2 separate regions of the Mus musculus genome follow, and region 1 is linked to region 2. A link is a contact called in public HiChIP or PLAC-seq data. All regions are on one chromosome and are shown on one strand. The core of a region is the stretch at or near the end of the contact, and the rest is flanking DNA. Distances in the headings are between cores, read along the strand shown. Region 1 has its middle 50 kb from the start of Themis. Region 2 overlaps Ptprk (protein tyrosine phosphatase, receptor type, K).

What was found. HiChIP or PLAC-seq counts read pairs in DNA pulled down with a chosen protein or histone mark.
Region 1: an H3K27ac HiChIP or PLAC-seq map of double positive thymocytes shows a contact between it and region 2, with 7 read pairs. The contact joins two enhancer-like sites. A contact is called at or near these places in 2 of 15 datasets of contacts at CTCF or cohesin (CD8 T cells and the NIH/3T3 cell line), 1 of 484 Hi-C or Micro-C datasets (memory CD8 T cells) and 3 of 115 datasets of contacts at active chromatin or transcription factors (CD8 T cells, double positive thymocytes and thymocytes).

The regions. Positions count from the first base shown.
Region 1 is chr10:28,617,089-28,619,788 of GRCm38.p6, reverse strand. No RefSeq gene overlaps it. Among named protein-coding and RNA genes, the nearest start is that of Themis, 50 kb to the left of the region's middle. Within about 2 kb of position 1,273, at least 17 of the 459 cell types and tissues checked have an H3K27ac peak or open chromatin away from gene starts, as enhancers often do. A contact at or near this core is called in double positive thymocytes and memory CD8 T cells, where this site is marked.
Region 2 is chr10:28,512,458-28,515,157 of GRCm38.p6, reverse strand. The region is part of intron 13 of Ptprk (protein tyrosine phosphatase, receptor type, K); the gene reads right to left. Among named protein-coding and RNA genes, the nearest start is that of Themis, 150 kb to the left of the region's middle. Within about 2 kb of position 1,362, at least 26 of the 459 cell types and tissues checked have an H3K27ac peak or open chromatin away from gene starts, as enhancers often do. A contact at or near this core is called in double positive thymocytes and memory CD8 T cells, where this site is marked.

The DNA.
Region 1 (2,700 bases), core at 24-2,523, 100 kb before region 2:
AGAGTCTCACATTTGCATCTCAGATAATGTTTACACGTTATATACTTTTACTCTTTTTTTTCTCTTGAAACTATTTAAAAATGCAAAATCCACACTTGACTTGAAAGTAGTACAGAACAGGTGGCAGGCTGGCTGTGGCTCACAAGCAGTTGTTTGCCAACCTTTGTCCTAAGCCCCATGAAACACAGGGTAGAAAAGAGGCTGGTGTGCCAGCCAATAATCAGGTCTCTGAGCAACAAAACCACATCTTAGCAAGGTTGTGGATGTGAGTTCAGGGAGAAGCTGTGAAAAACAGGTGCAGGAGAGAGAGAGAGAGAGAGAGAGAGAGAGAGAGAGAGAGAGGGAGGGAGGGAGGGAGGGAGGGAAGGGAGGGAGGGAGGGAGGGAGAGAGAGAGAGAGAGAGAGAGAGAGAGAGAGAGAGAGAGAGAGAGAGAGAGAGAGCTGGGCTAGCCTGCTAGATACTTACTTTTGATTTCTTTGGCTGCCTGGCAAAGTCTTCCAAAGGCCGTTTGTATTTAATGGGGAAGCACACATCTACATGTTTAATGTCTTGGGTCAGATAACACTCAGATTGAGATGACTATTTCATACTCATAATCACTTGCTGTTCCAACCTATTGTCAGCAGTACCTGCTCATCAAGTGCCCGATAAAATAACTGAAACTCCTTTGCCACTGGAAATGAACAGTTAGCAGATGGCAGTTGAGACCTCCAAAGGAGCTGAAGTGAGATGTCTCCATGGTTGGCAACAGAGTCTATCTCCTTTGGTAAAAAGTTCTCCAAATGCCATTCTGTCTCCTAGAACATAGACCTAAGTGGCCGATTAGCTGTAGAGAAGCTTGGACCTCCTGCAGAACCCTCTATTGTTCCAAATTGCTCTTACTACAGTAGCTTTAAACTTACATTGCTGATGGATCATAGTAACACATCTGTACTCGCTAGTTTTCTGTTAGCTTGACTGAGATAGAGTCATCTGGGAAGACGGAACCTCAGTTGAGAAAATATCTCTATCATATTAACCTATTAGACAAGAAAGTAGAAGATATTCTTGAATAATGATTGATGTGTAAGCGCAGTTTACAATGAGTGGAACCATGCCGAGGCAGGTGGTATTGGGTTACTTAAGAAAGCAGATGGAGGAAGCCATGGAGAACAAGTCAGTAAGCATCATTTTCTTACTTCAATTAAGTAAGTCTGCTTTAGTTTCTGCCTTCAGGTTCATATCCTGTTTGATTCCCTGTTTTGGCTTCCCTTCATGACAGCCTGTAAGCTGCAAGATGAAATCATCTCTTTCCTTCCCCAGCTGCTTTTGGTCATGGTCACAGCAATAAAAAGCAAACTAGAACATAACCCAAATATATTCATTTCTTCCCAGCTGCAATAAGGTAAGCCAAGTGCTAGGGCTCATCTGCTGCTGGCTACACAAAGCAGAACAACTGTTTACCACTTAGAAGCCATAGGCTGACTCTCCATATCACAGCCTTTAACATGGGTCTCTCTCAGACACGTATTTGTAATCTGGAGCACCCCCTAGTTAGCTCCTTTCTGATGACACTATAGGATGGGGAGACTTCAACACAATATTCCGTTGGACAATAATATGTTCAAGTTCCCTGCAGACTAGGGAGGCCCTGTCTGCATTATGGAGATAAGGCTCATGCACAAGCATGAAAATTGATACATTGTTCTGTAATAAAACAAATGATTTTTTTTTAAGAGAAAAAGAAGGCCTGCTGAAACAATGGACTTAGTGGCTGAGTTCTTATTCTGGTATAGACTTCCTGATTCACGAGGGACAAGTGTGAAGCTTTGAGCAGACGCTGGCTCACAGGCAACACTTTGAGGACCACTGCGCTACTCTAGATCCGAACATGACAGAGATCAGACATCACTTGGATAAAAGACAGTAAGGCTGTAACTGCTGAAACTCTGGGGCAAAGGTGAGGCATTGTAGGTTATAGTTACTGATGAAAACTAAAAAGAAAGCATTTGCTAGGTCAGCGGGTTTATATCACATGCCAGAGGCTGACATGTTTTAGTAAAGATACTAGTTATTGCTTGCTTGCCTGAGATTCCCAGGAGCTCACCTGCCCCCCGCCCCTAGCAAAAGAGTCATATGTTCATCAAACATATGAGTGACCTATTGCCCTAACATAGCTTGATGGATGTGTTTTAGGGCCTCTTATGACTATTTACAGTGGCACCAGAACAATTAGGGGACCAACAAGGCTAAGTGAAGCACTCAGAAACTGACAAAACCTGAACGAAGCCATTGCCATTACTGGATCTGAGGCATCAAAAGATAATGTGCTTTTATCGGAATATGGAAAGCTGGAACAATGGGTGAATATCGGCCTTCAGGTCACTGGTACGGAAGCTGTGGTTGTCATAAAAGCTGTGGAACTGACTTCTCCTTTTGCATGCTGGCTGATCTCTCTCTCTCTCTCTCTCTCTCTCTCTCTCTCTCTCTCTTTCTCATTTTATTTTTTATTAGATATTTTCTTCATTTATATTTCAAATGCTATTCCAAAAGTCTCCCATATCGCCCCCCCCCCCGGCGCCCTGCTCCCCAACCTACCCACTCCCTCTTCCTGGCCCTGGTGTTCCCCTGTACTGGGGCATATAACCTTTGAAAGACCAAGGGCCTCTCCTCCCAATGATGGCCAACTAGGCCATCTTCTGATACATATGCAGCTAGAG
Region 2 (2,700 bases), core at 113-2,612:
CATGACAACTGAATGGATATACATATCATGGGACATTCTGAAGCTGCTATCTCTTATTCTTTCATCCTTCCCATAGCTTCAGAAACATTCATTTTGGCCACTTTCAGACACCCTTCATTATGAGCAGCTATTCTCTGGAATGGAGATTAAGCAAGCCGGTCCTCTGAGGTGAGCGTCAACTTGTAATACCAACTGATGATCTGAACTTGATCCTCAGGACCCAAGCAAAGGTAGTAGAAAAGAAGTGACCAAACAAAGCTGTCCTCTTATTTGTATACACATGACATATCATGTGTGTCCATATACACACATCCATATCTAGCACATACAAGAACAACAGCAGCAACAACAACTTGAAAAATAGCCAGATCTTGAAAGGTATCATGACAATACTCAAATGTATAGTTGTGCAGTTCTTTTTAGAGGAGTTTAGAGGATTAAAATAGTATAACTATTTTAAAATAGACACATATAATGTGATAATGTGATTATTTAGTACTGATTCCAGGAATTCCTTTTTCTGTGGAGTTCAGCCAAGAATGCAAAGTGTGTGTGTGTTGTGTGTGTGTGTGTATAGCCACACAATTTTCTATCTATTACATAATAGTAAATTAGTGACTTGGTTTTACAAACCCAGAGCCCAAACAGACAGTCTCTATTTAAAATAGATAAAAATATCTGTGGCTGATGGGGGTTTTGATTAACTAGTTATATGTTATGAAAATTTGGTAACACATTTCTTTGAGATTTACTGCAATGAATTGGGAAGTGACCCAGAGAAAGACCAGATCTCAGAACTTGTAACAGATGCAGATGAAATTAGTTCTGACTCTAACTCTTCATGCAGACATCATGCCTTCTTTTCTACAGTGTATTTCCTGGACCTCCAGTACCTGACAGACAGCACATAAGCAATACTTTCTGAATGAATGACCAGATCATTGTGGGTAAATCCATTGTGTGTAGGGCACTAAGTGAGGAACAAAGGAGAACGCAAGGGATAGCTGTTGCACCATGATGATGTGAAACTGTGCTAAAGAAATCACATACCAATAAAGTGAGGTCTACCCATATTACTTGAAAAGAGAAAGTCCAAATTAATGAGATGATGTCTCATCCTGCAGGTTTCATATGATCTTTTCCCATTTTATATTTCTACTACATTTCTTGTTTCCTACAATCTCTTCTGCACAGGTAGAGTAACACAAAACCACAGCTATTTCAAACCATCTCTCCCTGAGACTGAACTTGTCAGAAGAGCAATAATTGCATGACACACAGTGGCTTCTTCTACAGGGTCCAGAATGCAGAGAGGACGGTTGTCATTGTGGCCCAGGTGGGGTTTCTTGTGGCAAACAGCAGCCAATAGGAAATGTACAAGACTTGGGTGGTTTCCTCAAGCAAAGGCAGGCTGGAGTGTTAAGGGCACAGATGTAAAGTCAGGTGTTGTAAATAGCAGCTGCACGCAGCAAATCAAACACTGGTTTTTGAATCAACAACAGTGGAGGCATTCCTGCACAGCCAACATCTACAGACTAAGTATTTCTAAAAGGGTAACTGGTATTTTCCCTAAGGGGTAAGGAGCACTCACACTGTAAGCTTCTGCCACTCCCAGGGCTGTATAAATGCTAGGAGGATCATTTTATCATGAGCATTTCTACATTTCCATGAACAATGAGAAGCACGAACGTAGACTTTTCACAGATTATAGAAAGGTAGAAATAGTTCAAGAGCTCTGAAATATAGAATAGGAAATGCAAAAATTATAAACAAGATTCTAAAATGTGAAACAGGCAGTTGAAGGATTCAGAGTATGGTGACAAACTTACAAGTACTCAGATATTGGGGAAATATTTCCTCTTTCTTTAAAATTGAAGCATACTACATATTACATGTGTTCTAGTATATGGAACCCTTCCCTATAGCATACTATGAAACTCAAAAATATTTAAAAATAAATTATAATTTCCTTATGTGTTTTGCAAATGTAAAAGAGGTCACATCATTTGTGTGAAGAAAACTAAAACGGAGCATACCCAAGTCATTTTCTGTTCTGATATAATTTTAAACACATAAGGAAAATTCAAAATACATCATTTACTATCTTTTGCTCCAATCACTAACTCATAGTGGTCACTGCTCATTCAAAAAAGATTCAATTAACTTTCTACTCTAATGTCATTTAGTAAATCAGAGATAATCTTCAAAGTAATCCACATTTCATTAAAATCCAAATAGAATCCATAATTTCAGAAACTAAACTGATAGAGGATAAAGAATATTTTGTTTGTCTATAATAGAGTGATAATCATAAACCAGTACTCTGTAATACTCTGAAAATGTGTCTTGATGAGACTGAATGGAATTTTAATTTCTTTTCCCTACAATAAGATAAATATAGAAAGCGGGGCAGGGAGAGAGAGTTGCTATAATATTGCAATATGAAGTATATAATCCCTTTAAGGCAGGGATTCAGCCTAACAAGCGGTTTTTAATTTCTGTGAATAAAACACGAACTTTTCTCCGACTTAGCATTTGCTTTTTTAAACAAAGGACTAAATTCAGGCATCTCCACAGTAACTGTGTAAATAATAGGATCAGGAATTTAGAGGCTTGAAAGAATAGTCCAATGGTTGAGGGCACTTGCTACTCTTGCAGAGGACCCAGGTTTGGTTCCCAGCACACACAGAAGATCACAAT